Regions from separate parts of the Macaca mulatta genome. Here region 2 is linked to region 1. Evidence: chromatin contacts called from public Hi-C data. All regions are on one chromosome and are shown on one strand. Each heading gives the region's core, a stretch centred on a gene start, on an enhancer-like site or on the middle of the called end of the contact. The rest is flanking DNA. Distances are from core to core; before and after follow the strand shown.

What was found. A called contact is a pair of places that touch in the nucleus more often than the background predicts.
Region 2: a Hi-C map of fetal cortex germinal zone shows a contact between it and region 1, with 1.7 times the contacts expected there. The contact joins the promoter of SCO2 here to the promoter of MAPK8IP2 in region 1. A contact is called at or near these places in 2 of 14 Hi-C or Micro-C datasets (fetal cortex germinal zone and liver).

The regions. Positions count from the first base shown.
Region 1 is chr10:846,973-851,330 of T2T-MMU8v2.0, reverse strand. MAPK8IP2 (mitogen-activated protein kinase 8 interacting protein 2) reads left to right here and starts at 1,478. Exons shown (of 12, transcript XM_077949142.1): 1 at 1,478-1,568; 2 at 2,453-2,550; 3 at 3,887-4,162; 4 at 4,296-4,358. The coding sequence starts at 2,512.
Region 2 is chr10:931,158-935,084 of T2T-MMU8v2.0, reverse strand. It overlaps SCO2 (synthesis of cytochrome C oxidase 2), which reads right to left and starts at 1,321. Exons shown (of 1, transcript XM_077949154.1): 1 at 478-1,321. The coding sequence starts at 1,321. The coding sequence ends at 521. NCAPH2 (non-SMC condensin II complex subunit H2) reads left to right here. Exons shown (of 20, transcript XM_077949147.1): 19 at 1-75; 20 at 144-1,670. The coding sequence ends at 284. TYMP (thymidine phosphorylase) reads right to left here. Exons shown (of 9, transcript XM_001112945.5): 6 at 3,463-3,625; 7 at 3,134-3,364; 8 at 2,889-3,029; 9 at 2,640-2,806. The coding sequence ends at 2,658.

The DNA of each region.
Region 1 (4,358 bases), core at 229-2,728:
CTCTTGTTGAAACTCCAGCCTCCTTCTTTAGCCAATATTTAGCCAGGTGCTGTGGTTCACACCTGTAATCCCAGCACTTTGGGAGGCTGAGGCCAGAGGATAGCTGAGTCCAGGAGCTCAAGACCAACCTGGGCAATACAGAGAGCCGGTCTCTCTCTCTCTCTCTCTCTCTCTCTCTCTCTCTCTCTCTCTCTCTCTCTCTCTCTCTCTCTCTCTCTCTCTCTCTCTTCCCCCTCTCTCTCTCTATTTATTTATTTGAGTCGGAGTCTTGCTCTTGTCACCAGGCTGGAGTGCAGTGGCGCAATCTCGTCTCACTGCAACCTCCTCCTCCCAGGTTCAAATGATTCTCCTGCCTCAGCCTCCCGAGTCACTGGGACTACAGGCGCGCACCACCATGCCCGGCTAATTCTTTTGTATTTTCAGTAGAGATGGGGTTTCCCCATGTTGGCCAGGATGGTCTCGATCTCTTGACGTCGTGATCCACCCGCCTCGGCCTCCCAAAGTGGTGGGATTACAGGCATGAGCCACCGCGCCCGGCCACCGGTCTCTATTTTAGAAAGAAAAAAAGTGTTCTGCAGTCTCCCTAGTTCTGCGCCCTCAACCCTGATCTCCTGCCTCCTCCCACAGCCACCCTCTTGAGCTCAGCTTCAACCATGGCCCTCCCCACAGGGCTCCATCCCAAGCCAGAGCGGGTCAGCTCCCTACACAGGGCCCAGCAACACGGTGCCCAAGAAAAAGTGTTTCCAATGGGACGCACATCGCCTCTGTGGGTGCTAACTTCTCCCATGCCTGTCGGTACCTCTGTCCGGCTGTGCAGTCTCTACTGAGTGCTCAAAGTCCACTTTTGACCCCGGCCAGCATCCTCTGAGTACCGTGTGCTCGATTCCGAATCCAGCCCTGCTGGGCGACCCTTGTGCAGACGTCCCTGTGCAGCCCGGTCAGCACCCCGTGGGGACAGCTCCGATCAGCACCCGACGGCGGACAGCTCCTCCCGCGCCTCCCGCCTCGCCCGCCACCCAGCTCAGGGCCGCACCCGGGTTAGGGTTCCTGGGGGGACCCCTGGGGGCGGCGGCGCAGCTCCTGGGGCCGCCCCGGCCTCTCGCCAGAGGGAACAGCCCACGGTGCACCCGAGGCCCGCGGACCCCGGCGCTGCCTCTCCGGCCTCCCGCCCCGCGCGGGTCCTCCAGGGCGGGGCCCGACGCCCACCCGCCCTCCCCTTCCCTCCCGCCCCTCCCCGTGAAAAATCCTCCTCGCACGCCCGGTCCTTCCCCAACCAGCGCCCGGCAGTGAAGCCGCCGCCTCTCCTCCAACCAGCGTCCCCGGCCGCGTCCCTCCCCCGCCTCCCCCGCCGCCCTCCCCGCGCCGCCGCGCAGTCCGGGCGAGGTGCGCGGGGCGGGCGCCGCAGGGCGTGTCACGAGGTGAGCGGGGCGGGCCGAGCGCGGGCGCGGGGCGCGGCGAGGCTCCCGCACCCCCCGCCGCAGTCGCGGGCCTCTCCCGGAGAAGATGGCGGATCGCGCGGAGATGTTTTCTCTCTCCACCTTCCACTCGCTGTCGCCGCCGGGCTGCAGGTACCCCCTCGGCGCCCGGGCCGGGCGGGCCCTCCGCTCCCTGCGCCCCGCCGACCCCGACCCGCCCGGACCCCCGTCCCCGCCGCCGGCGCGGACCCGGCCCCAGCCCCCTGCGGTCCTTGAGCCTCGGCTCGGGCGCCCCACCCCCACCCGCTCCCACTCCCTCCGTCTTCACCGCGCGGCCCCAGCCTCCGTGACCCCCGGCCCCGCCGGGATTCTGAGCCGCGCCCGGCCTGGACCGCTGACCTGGCAAGGGTGGAGGCCCTGGGCCGACCCTCTGCGGGGGAGGATGCGGGCGCGATGCGGGCACACCCTCCCAGCGCGGCGTGTCCCGGTGGCCTTGGCCTCCTTCAGTGGACGCCAGACCTGGCCGATAGGGCCCGGCCGGGAGAGAGTGGAAATCAAGCCCGGGGCCCTGCGGGAAGGGACTGGGGTGGGGAGGACGCTGGGCCTCTGGGTTTAGGCCTCACTCCGCCAGCGAGGGGGAGACAAACAGGCCAGACTCTCCTCCCAGAGCAGGCGCGACCCCTCCCCATCTGCCGCTGCCGGGTTGCAGCCCCCCCTCCCGTGCTCTGCAAGACCTTGACCCCAGGGGCCTGGAGCTGCGAGTGGAGGGAGGAGAGGCTGCTGGCTCTCCAGGGAGGCGGGGTGGGAGGGGTGGGGGCAGGGTTGGCTGCTCTGGGCAGGCCTGGCTCAGACGGGGGAGGGGATCCACAGGAGAGCAGAGCTTGGGGGTCAAGATGATGGCAGGATGTGTTCCGGGAGCTGGGGGTTGTGGAGACCACGGGGCGGAGGAGCTGAGGCCGCGCTCTGCTCCTTCTCAAGGCCAGTTCCCAGGCAGAGAGTCCAGGTTGGTAGCTCTCTGACCCTGGTCTCCTTTCCAGGCCTCCCCAGGACATAAGCCTGGAAGAGTTTGACGACGAAGATCTGTCTGAGATCACTGATGACTGTGGCCTGGGCCTCAGCTACGACTCAGACCACTGTGAGAAGGTGGGGGAAGAGTTGGGGGCACAGATCCAGCTTAAGGGAGGGCCTCATTAGGTTCTTCTTAGCATTCACTTGGGGTTTTAGGGTGGGTGTGAGCTCAGCCTTGAACCGGGGACTCCTCTGATAGCTCCTCCCCACTTAACCCTTGAGGTTTCCTTGGTATCAACCCTCTCTTATTCCAATACATTGCAGGCCTCCACGCAAGGCCTTCCCCAGCATTCTCCCCGACACCATCAGTGGCCAGACCGGGACAGGGAGGTGCTCTTTTGCTTTGGGTGCCCTCTGTCCTCAGATCACTCCCAGAAAGATCTAACCCCTGGCAGCTGCCATCACAACCTTGTCCCATCCGCAGCCCTGTGCTCTCGTCTGCAGCTCCCATCTGTCTCTCTCATGTCTCCCCCCGCTGAAATCGTTTCTCCCCCATCTCCTGCTTCTCCTTCTCCCTGTCTCTCCACATTTCTGCTTTCATTTATTGAAGAACAGTTCTGGGCAACTGCCATGTGGCAAGTACTGGGGGCTTCTGGGGGCTGGGAGTGGAACAGGATAGCTGCCCTCCGGAGCTGCAACTTAGTAGAGGAGAAAGACTTGTAAGGGACAATGACTGCCCACGTGTCAAGGGCTGCATTCCAACAGAGACATAAGTTCCACAAGGGGGAAGGGAACCCAATCCACACTGAAGGAATCAGGGAGAATTTCCAGAGGAAATGTCAACCATGCCCTGAGGTTAGCAGAGCCAGGCAGATGGGGTAGGTAGGAGGGAATGGAGGAGAGGAAGTGCCAGCATGGGAATTAACTGTGCCAATGGCCCTGGGGTTGGTGCAAAGTTGGTGAATCCTCAGAGTGCAGGCTGTCTCTACGTTTATGCGTTTGTTTGATATTTACTGAACATACGCTGAGCCCCAGGTCTTGTTCTTAGGGGTGGGTGCAACAGTGCACAACATGGATGTGACCCTGCCCTGGTGGGGCTTGCAACAGACTAAAAAACCATGTCCAGTAACTGTAAGCTGTGTTAAAATGCTGTGAAGGGAACACAGTGCTGGTGTCAAATGTGATGGGGTTCTGCAGTGAGATGAGTCTAAAAGCGGGGCTGGGGCTGCTCTGAGAATCCCTGTCATTCAGCTGTAGAGTTTTTTGGGTCCTTCCCAAGAACTGGAGTGATCCCGACGTGTCTTAAGCAGATTTTAAAAACATCGCCCTGTAGACAGAGGGGCAGAGTGAGCTGGAAGGGGCTGTCCTTTGACTGATGCACGCCGATTTCCCTTCTCCTGCACCTGGACCCCGGGCTGCTGCTGCTCTCTGGCCCAGCCCTGCTATCTCCCTCCCTCCTGCAGGACAGCCTCTCCCTGGGGCGCTCGGAGCAGCCGCACCCCATCTGCTCCTTCCAGGATGACTTCCAGGAGTTTGAGATGATCGATGACAATGAAGAGGAGGACGATGAGGACGAGGAAGAGGAGGAGGAGGAGGAGGAGGGAGATGAGGAAGGCCAGGAGGGAGGAGACCCTGGCTCAGAGGCACCTGCCCCTGGTCCCCTTATCCCCTCCCCTTCTCTGGAGGAGCCCCATAAGCACCGGCCAACCACCCTCCGTCTGACCACACTGGGGGCCCAGGTGAGTGCCCCGACCCACAGCTCCTTGGAGCTGAGCCTGGGTTCATAGCACCTGGGACTCTGCAGCCAGCCCTGCTCACCCCCTGGGAGCTGGAGGCCCTCCTCAGGACGGCCATCATGTATCTCCACCCCAGGACTCCCTGAACAACAACGGAGGCTTTGACCTGGTGCCTCCGGCCTCCTGGCAAGAGACAGCG
Region 2 (3,927 bases), core at 72-2,571, 84 kb before region 1:
TGTCCCTTTGCGGAGCTGGTGGCTGGCCAGCCGGCCTTCGAGGTGTGTCGTTCTATGCTGGCCTCCCTGCAGCTGGTGAGTAGCCTGGGATGCGTGGGAGGGGGAGACGGTTCCCAGACCCTGCTGATGCCCCACCCCTGCAGGCCAATGACTACACAGTGGAGATCACCCAGCAGCCTGGGCTGGAGACGGCCGTGGACACCATGTCCCTGAGACTGCTCACACACCAGCGAGCCCACAAGCGCTTCCAGACCTACACTGCCCCCTCCATGGCCCAGCCCTGAGTGGGGAGCACCAAGGCAGGGGTGGGGGATGTGTACTGAGGAGCCGTGCATCTGCTCCTGGCTGGCCCGGCCTAATAAAGCAGTGTTGCCATCTCATCTTCCCCCAAAAACCCTTTTACGTACACCTGCCCTGCGCAGAGAAGAGGGCTGCCTGACCTCCATGGGCTGCTGGTACAGATCACACACGCACAGATTAAAGGCACCCTGTTTAATGATGGGGCCCAGGCTGCAGCGGCTTAAGACAGGACACTGCGGAAAGTCGCCATGTGCCGCCGCACACTGTCTGAGATCTGCTCAGCTGACTTGCTCCGGCCGTAGTAATCGGTGAAGAGGCCGTCAGGGTTAAGCAGGTAGATGGTAATGGAGTGGTCCACGATGTAGTCCTGGTCCTCATCCTTGGGGCCGGCACTGTAGTACACACGGTAACTGTGAGTAGCCTGGGCAATCTGTTCGGTGGAGCCGGTCAGACCCAGCAGTCTTGGGTGGAAGTCCTGGACATAGCGGGCCATGGCTTCCACATCATCCCGCTCGGGGTCCACAGTAATGAAGACGGGCTGCACTGGAGGCAAACCAGGCTCTGCTTCCAGCTTCCGCACCACCTGCACCAGCTTCTCCAGCTCGTCTGGGCAGATGTCAGGGCAGTGAGTGAAGCCAAAGTACATCAGCACCCACTGGCCCCGGAAGTCAGCCTTGCGGCGACCCTGGCCTTTGTGGTCCAGCAGGTGGAAGTCGCCCTGGCCCACAGCTGCCTGGCGCAGGGCTTCTATTCGCTTTTGCTGCTGCAGCCTCTCTTTCTCAGCCCTCAGGGCCAGCCAGGCCCCACCAAGTCCAGCTCCAAACAGGGCTGTGATCAACAGCCTGGTTCGAAGCCCAGGGCCCTGAGGCTGGCCCTGCCTACCTGTCTCTGCAGGGCCCTGCCTTGACAAAAACCAGGACCTCAGATGCAGGGCCTGGCCTCCCACGGTCCCAGGGAGGACTGGGGGCTTGAGGTGAGAGAGCCTGTGCCAAGCTGTGGGGCTCCGAGTCAGCAGCAGCATGGATCTGATGCTCCTGGAAACAAGCACAGGTGTCAGGAGCCAGAAGGGAAGGCCCAGGACGGTGCCTGGGCTGCCCCTGCGACTGGAGAGACCAGTCAACCCATCCGAAGGACCCAGCCCACGTTCAGGCTTAACAGGCGTTTGTCACTGCTCACCTGAGCTCAGAACACCTCCACCAAACATCCACACCTGTCACTCCTGTCCTCCACCTGGGATCACCAGCCTGTCGCCACACCTTGCCCCGCACCTCAGCAAGGTGACCCTCTTGCTGACTGAAAGCATTCCAAGTGCATGCCTTGCCTGGACTCCTAACCACGTTATCTATTCGCAATAAACCCATTTCTTAAAAGGAGGTGGGTAACTCTGGCTTGCAGTCCCTAAAGTAACCGATTCCTCCAGCACTTTCCTGTCACCTCGGGCCACTTAAGCCAACCGTGGCCCTTCCTCCACACTGCAAGCAGCAAACCTGCACGACCTACCCCCGGAGCTCGGACTCTGCCTGCCTGCCGTATTTAACCTTTCCTTCCACCGCCACAAAACCCCACCCTCCTCACATCCAGGCTTCCCAGCAGCTCCTCCGGGCTCACAGCCGACGCTCTGCCTTTGCGTTGGTGACCTTTGCGCCTTTCCCACGGGCCCCCCCGGAAGGTTTGCTAGGTGGAGGTCTCAGGACTCCTCGTCACTGCCCCCCCTCCTGCTGAGGGCACCCTCCGCCCGGGCGGTTCTGGGCTTGTCCCCTCCCCACCAAGGCCAACGCCCTCGTGGCCAGAAAGGTCCCAGGACCACGTAAAGAACCGCGCGAGCGCGTTAGAACTGTGCTCGGCCGCACCGAGAACACCGGTGCTAGCCGGGAGCCTCCCCCGGGCGCCCCAGCCTCGCTCCTCCCTCCAGCGCGCCCTCGGGGTGCCCCCCGCCAGCCCCGCGCAGTAGCCGGAGCTGGGAAACTACCCTGGAGTCCAGCGAGTGCCCAGGGCTACCTCCTTCCCTCCCGGCCCCGGCGTCCGCACCTCGCGGCGGGGCCGCGCGTCAGTGGACCAGTCCCCCGAGAGGCAGCGCGACCTCCAGCTCCCTGCGCTCCGCCCCGCGGGCTCCTCGCGGGCTCCTCGCGGGCTCAGGTATCGTGGGCGCCACAAGCTCGCAGCCAGGGCGCAGGCGTTCCCCGGAGCTGCCCATGCGCAGACGGGCACGGCCGCTGACGCGCTCTCGGCGCTTGCGCGGAAGGCGGAGCCCACCGCAGGTCACGTGTTCGCCGAGACGGCCTCGCCCCCGCGGCCCCGATCCCTTCGCTCCCGCCCGGGCGAGCCAAGCACCCACAAAGTTTCGCGGCAAAGGAGCTTTATTGCTGCGGCGGCAGAACGAGCTCGGCGAAGGGCGAGGGGGGCGCGAAGGGCGCGCGGTCCGAGAGTACGAGTGCCTCCTGCAGGGCGCGGCGCTGCGGGCCGCTGAGCGCGGGGCCGTCCCGGTGCACGCGGAGCCAGGGTGTCCCTGCGGAGCCAGGGGCTGTCAGAGGCCGCGCGGCCGGGGCGGGGCGGGGGCGCGGGGGCAGCGGGGCGGGGGCGGTGCTCACCACGGCGCAGCCTCTGACCCACGTCGACCAGCAGTTCGGCGCCCACCCCCAGGCGGAGCGGCTCCCCAGCGCGGCTGCGCCCAGCCCCGAGCTCGTGCAGCACCAGCGCCAGCGGCAGCGCCCGGACCAGCTCCACGGTGCCTGCGGGGAGAGGGGCTGGGACGCGCGGGCTCGGGAAGGGGCGGGGGCTCGGGAAGGGAAGGGGATGACGGAGGCGGGATGACGAGGACTCCCCCGACGCTCACCATCCGCGGGCGCCAGCAGCTCCTCCTGCTCCTGGGCGCGAGGCAGCAGCTGCCGGCGCTCTGCGGGGCTCCCGGAGCACAGGGCTCGGGCCAGACCGGGATCCACGCCCTGCGCCGCCAGCATCCGCTCGAAGCGGCCAAGGGCCGAGCCGTCGTCCAGCGCCGCAGCCACCCGGGCAGCGCCCTGGGCCTGAGTCCCCGCGTGTCCGCTGAGCCAGAGCAGGGCGCCCCCTGCGGGCGGGGACGGGGCTTAGGCGCGGCCCGGCCAGGGCGGCCCCGGCGGGAAGCACCCCCCCGTCCGCCGCTCCCCTGCGCCCGGTCCCCCTCACCGAGCGTGGTGACCAGGTCCCTTAAGTCTGGCGGGCCTGCGCCGTCCATGCAGAGCAGCGCCTCCTCCACCTCCAGGGCGTTGCCCACGCAGCGGCCCAGGGGCTTGTCCATGGCGGTCAGCGCTGCCGCGACCCGAAGCCCTAGACTGGCTCCCACACCAACCTACCGAGACGAGGCTCAGCGCGGACCCCACATGGCGGGGCGTCCTGCAGCCCATTCTTTGTCGAACTCCAGCCCCTGCTGCACCCTGGGTTGCCAGCCCGCCAGGATGAAGTCAGGGAAGGGTTGGGGTGGGGAACAGAAACGAGTGAAGTGCCACACCTCGCCACGGGGCCAGGAGGAACTTGTACTTGGCCTAGGAGAGGGACGCCACAGAGGGCCTCCCCAGGCCCAGGCTGGGCCAGCCTTGACCTCTAAAGTCATAGCAGGTTGGGGGGCCGTGAGGGAGGGAGGGACTTCGGGCA